2 separate regions of the Rattus norvegicus genome follow, and region 2 is linked to region 1. Evidence: chromatin contacts called from public Hi-C data. All regions are on one chromosome and are shown on one strand. The core of a region is the stretch at or near the end of the contact, and the rest is flanking DNA. Distances in the headings are between cores, read along the strand shown. Region 1 has its middle 3.5 kb from the start of Slc12a5. Region 2 has its middle 23 kb from the start of Cdh22.

Region 1 (2,755 bases), core at 129-2,628:
CATCTTGGGGTGTCCCCACCAGGGCATGCCTCTTCGTCTCTGGCTTTAGTGCTATTGCATCTCTGATCACCCGGGGAGTAAACCTATCCATGGGGATGTGTAGGTCCCCAGGGGAAACCGGTGAAGGCCAGAGTGACTACCTTACTGCCAGTCCTCAGTCCTCACTAGAGCTCTGACCTGAAGAGTTACCCAAGATGTGGGAAATACGGGTTCTTTTGTATCCTCTGAAGCAGAGTTCTGCTTATTCCTGGACAAAACCAAGTCCCCCTCTCTCTGGACTTCACCATAAAATAAAGGAGTGATTCCTCCCTCTCTTCTGTGAGTCTTAGATTAAAGCCATAGCTCTGTGTAAGAGAGTTTGCCTGGTGTGCACAAGACTACACCACAAAAGTATTTGGGGGGTCCCTAGCTGAGTGTAGGGGTGCACACCTATTAGGAGGTGCAGGCAGGGTTCTCATGACAAGTTTGAGGCTAGCATGGTCTACATGTGAGTGCCAAGCCAGACAGAACACTGCAAAGTGGAGAGGGGTGACATTTCTCCTGGAACATACAGACCAAGTAAGGGCAGAGTCCCAAAGGAAGACCCCAATCTGACACCACCCAAGGAGGCTGGGTCTCTCTCTCACCTTCCTAATGAGGTCTTGAGAAAACTCTTTGTAAGCACCTCCTACTTAGCCAACCCTGACCAATAAGAAGTGGCTTTCAGCTCTGAGGCCCGGGGAATCAGACTGCACTACTCAGCATCCCCTCCCCACGTAGGGGGACAGTTCAAAGCCCTAGGAAGATGGAGCAGTAGAGGAAAACTTCTGGATAGAGCAGCTTAAGGGACAGCCAAGAAGGGTCCTATTTTTGAATTCAGAATCTCCAAAATTCATACGCCCTCCCACCTTGTGTGTCTCAGAAGCTCAGTGAAGCTGCCTCTCTGCAGGAGGACTGGGGTGCTAGAAAGGACTTCATAAATTATTTTTTCCACTTACCACTTATGATGACACTGGAGTCTAGAAATGGAACGGGAATGGGAGGCTGAATTTAAAAGTGGAGACTAGAATCCAGCGCCCAACCTCTAGGCAGGCCCTCGCCACTAAGCTGAAGACCCAACTGTATCTCTTTTCCACGGGCATAGTATCCCCCCATTCAGCTCCCTCCCTACCCATTCTTATTATCCCCACGACCTACCCACCTCCTGTCACAGAGCTGAGGCTCCACCCGAAGCCTCTCTCCACCCTCCTCCTACCACCTGCATGCTCTATCCTCCAGGCCCAGATCCCAGCAGTGAGTGGAGTCCAGTGCACAGCACACCCCACACATATAGGGCTTGCCGCAGAGCACGTCAACCGCCACCGTCTCCGTGGCAACCGGGGGCTTAATTAACAGGCTGCAGCCCCATCGCCATGGCAACAGCACCCCAACAGCCCCCTATTCCCCTGCAGACTCAGCCTATCTTCCCAATTTCCCAATCTGGACCCCTTCTCCTGTAGCTCAGCCCTCCCCTCACCCTGCCTGGGAAAGCTGGGGCCTGCAGATAGCTCTGGTTCATTGAGAAGAGAGGAGGGGAAAGAGGGGGATGTGAAATAGAGAGGGAGGGGGAGGGGAGGGAGGGAGAGAGAGAGAGAGAGAGAGAGAGACCTGTCACCATGGCAACTGCAGCCCTGTTCATAACCAGTTTGTTGTCATGGAGATTCCTAGGGCTCACCTTGGGCTGAGGTGGGCAGTGAGGTTCTGAGTCTTGATTGAAGGTGAAGAAACCAATTGGGCAGAGGTATCCAGCACCTCTCTCTCTCTCTCTCTCTCTCTCTCTCTCTCTCTCTCTCTCTCTCTCTCACACACACACACACACACACACACACACACACACACACACACACACGCAGCATCATTTACAGATAGACTGAAACACGAGCTCTGAGTCCTAGAGAGGCCCCACCCTTACAGATCACCCAAATCTCTCACCTGATTTTTTGTTGTTGTCTGTTTGGAGTGTTTGATTTGACTTGGTTTTGAACCAGGGTCTTTAGTACCAAGGCTGGACTGCCTTAGCCTCCTGGGATTATAGGTGTGACCACCGCCACAAACTCATTGTCAGTACTACTATTGGAGGAAGGGCCCTTTCAGCTTTATACCACAGACAGGTAAAGTGAGGCCCAGGGAGGAAAAGCAGTGTGTTTGAGATGATACCACAGAGCATGACCCAGAGCATGTGTGGCCCATCTTATGATCTTGCTTCATCCTCTAGAAAAATTATTTCATTCTACCTCCATAAAAGCAAACCCCAGTTTCTGTGAGCCTGACCAGACCCAGGGTCCCTTCCCATTGTCCAGGCTCCCCCTGAAAAGTCGTAGGTGAAGGGATCTGGGCTTGGCTCAGGCACATAAGAATTTGTCCCATGTCTACTTCTATCCCAGGAGGTCGCCATCAACCTTTCTTCCCATGGACCAAAAGCGGCAGCCAAAGCATGGGGTTCAAGGTGCACTCAAGGCTCAGCCGCTTGTGGGGCTCTTTTTATTCCTGGAGGTCATACAGCAGGTGACGCTTCAAGGGGCAAACCCTGTATCCTGGGCCCACTGTAAAACATGATGCTCACACACATGGGGTTCGCCAAAGTCTCCCCACAGCCACTCCCAACCTTATACATGCGGTCATGGCTCCCTTTGGGCCTGGAGACAGAGGTAAGGAGAGCATCTCTCTGAGTCGCTGACTGACTGACTCTTATGTCTAAAGACTGACACAAAAGCAGCTGTGGAAAAGGCAGCAGATG
Region 2 (2,755 bases), core at 189-2,688, 290 kb before region 1:
GCTCGCAGTCCCTGAGAAAGGGGTCGACATGGCATGTGTTGACTACTTCTGAGCTGAGAGCTCGAGCAACGATAACCGAGTCACCTGCTGCAAGGGCTTGGCAGCTGCCATCAAGTAACCTAGGTGACAGCTGTGATTATCGGCTATGCCGTGCTGGCTCTGGCTTCAGCTCCTGCCCCTGTGGCAATGGGAGCTCAGGCTGCCTCCCAGCCCAAGGGCAGGCTCCCTTTGACTCCTGACAACCGATCTCCCTCAGCACAGACAGCTAGAGCTTCCCTAAGAGTGTGGATGCACCCAGAGGCCCAGGCTGTGCCAGTTCCCAGCCCAGCCCCTCCTACCCCAGATACTGTATCCCTGGCCCACCCTCCCTCCCCGCTGAGTGAAAGATGTTTTCAGACTAGTTCACAAAGCCTCCAGTCTTCTTTCAATATTGTCTGGGGTGCTTTCTTGCCCCCCTCTCCCTCCAAATAGAGATTCTAAGAAGTGGGGTGATGGGAAGGGCTCTCTAAACCAGGTCTTCCAGACCCTTCCAGACCCTTCCCCCTAGCTCCTCTGCTTCAGCTGTGACCATGGGTCCCTCCACTTTGCAGTTCCGCCAATACACGGTCGGGAGACAGCTCTTCAAAGGCCTCCTGTCCAGGGGCACGTGCTCAAGAGCTTCTACCAAGTCACCAGGAACCACCCCCCACCAGAAGGGACTAGAGACTGGGTGTCCCTCTCCCATCAGATGGTTCATGGGGTGGACACTCACTTATTCATGACTTCCTTTTGCTGTCCAATGTATCCCTTCCTCCAAGTCAATGGCTGGCTTGGCCTGCCTCCCTCTATACCAAAGGGCTGGGTCCCCTTTGAGGTTGAACAATTCTTTTACAGGCGTTGCCTAAGGCCCTGGGAAAACACAAGTTCTGTATCTGCTCATATTTAATAGTAGCAAAATTACAGTTATGAAGTAGCAAATAATTGGGGGGGACACCCCGACACGAGGATCTGTATTAAAGGACTGCAGCATTTGGAAGCTTGAGAACCTCTATACAGAGACCCGGGAGAGTGCCTGGGGCCTGCCACAGCCTCTGGCCACTTAACATGCAGCCCTGGTGGTATGGTTGCAACAACCAAATGAGATTAGCTTGCTTGCTAACGCAAGTCCCCACTCGACACCACCCACGGCCCTGGTGCAGCCACCAGCTGTCACAGCGAGCCTCCTGCAGCCTGCCATCCATCTCCCGTCTAAATTGGGACCAGTAAGGGCCAGGTGGAAGGATAATAAAGGACCCTATCAGTCTTGGAGAATACCATCTCTCCCTAGTGGGAGTCAGTGATGGGGTGGGGTACAGAGGGAGACAAAGAAGATAAGGGTCTACACAGCTGCTTGTCCTCTGTGAAGGAGGGCCCCTTCCAGGGCCACCTGAGTCACTGGCCCACATAGGGGCCAGTGGCCTTAGCTTCTCCACACATAGGGCACCTGCCCAGCCAGCAACAAGATGCCACCGATGCCACCCAGTGGTCTGCAGTCCTGGAGATGAAACCGTTGCCCCTCTCTCATCCTCTCCAGAGGATCCAGCTGACAGGAAGCAGCCAGTGTGAGGGAGAGCTCCCTCTGCCTCCAATCCTTGTTTAGAAGGAAGAAAAGGCTGCAGTGTCCCTGTCTTCCCCCACCCCTTTCCTGGTTCTTGTCAGCTTCCCACTCTCCTTCCCCAGTTTACCCACTTCCCCACGTATTTCCAGACTCTTCCCATCTGCAAGATGGGGGTGATCTCCACTTATCTCAGGGCTATCCCGAGGCTCGAACGAGCTTGCCATTCTGTCTAGCTGTGTGAATTATATATATAGCTCAGTCCTAGGGATCATCTGCTGCTTGACAATTCCTGCTCCCCAGAGTCTGTGTGCTCTGGCCCTTGGCCTTTGTCTAACCATGGATCTGCTGCTCAGTAAGGTTCACTAGGAGTAGAGGGCTCTTCCAGAGATGGCATGCACAGCAGCGGGAGCAGGGAGCCTCGGGATGCAAAAGCAGCTTGGATTAGAGGCCCATCACAGGTCTTATCACAACACAGCCTGAATTGCCAGATCCAACCCTGGAAATTGCATTGCTTCCCCACTGGCTGGCCCCTCTCACCCCCTCCCTCCGTGACTGGATCTCTGCTGGATGAGACCGAGAGAGGGAGGTAGGAGAAACAGGTAGTCTTATTCAGATGGGGGCAGAGACTGGAAACAGGAGCAAGGTCAGCTTGAGACAGGACAGGGATGAAGAGACAGAGATGCCGATGTCTCCGCTGGTCCCACGAGGCCCAAGTTTCATGGGCCAGGTTGTGCCCTCTCAATCTTCTGGCCCCTGTCCAGCCTCCACCTTGGCGCCTCTGCAGGGCCCAGGGAAAGGCCCTGATGGCCAGGGCAGGTTCCTGGGCTGGAGCCCACCGGTGCTTGGAAGAAGCTGCAGTGAGTTCCTGGCAGAGCCAGGTTGCAGGTGGTCGGGGAATGGGCCACGGTGGCCAGCTGTGTAATCGGGCAAGCTCTCACCATGAAAGCCAAGAGCTAGGGGCAGGAGGTGGGCAGGGTCTGGGGAGCAGGAGTTTACGGAAGTCTTGGTTCACTGGCCTCTGCTGCTCACCTCAGGCCCCAGGCAGACCAGCCTGGAGCCTAGGGTGCAGCTTAGAGTCCAGGACCTCAGCAAGAGCTGCAGAAAAAGGCCTGGGGGAAAGTCCGCCATAGCTGTAGCCCAGCCCATTGCCAAACTTATTATGACAAAGCAGGCACTGCC

What was found. Hi-C and Micro-C count contacts between places; a contact is called where the count stands out from the background.
Region 2: a Hi-C map of frontal cortex shows a contact between it and region 1, with 2.0 times the contacts expected there. The contact joins two enhancer-like sites.

What each region holds. Positions count from the first base shown.
Region 1 is chr3:174,118,299-174,121,053 of GRCr8, reverse strand. It overlaps a transcript of Slc12a5 not described here. Among named protein-coding and RNA genes, the nearest start is that of Slc12a5, 3.5 kb to the left of the region's middle. Within about 2 kb of position 1,378, at least 13 of the 93 cell types and tissues checked have an H3K27ac peak or open chromatin away from gene starts, as enhancers often do.
Region 2 is chr3:174,411,099-174,413,853 of GRCr8, reverse strand. No RefSeq gene overlaps it. Among named protein-coding and RNA genes, the nearest start is that of Cdh22, 23 kb to the right of the region's middle. Within about 2 kb of position 1,438, at least 3 of the 93 cell types and tissues checked have an H3K27ac peak or open chromatin away from gene starts, as enhancers often do.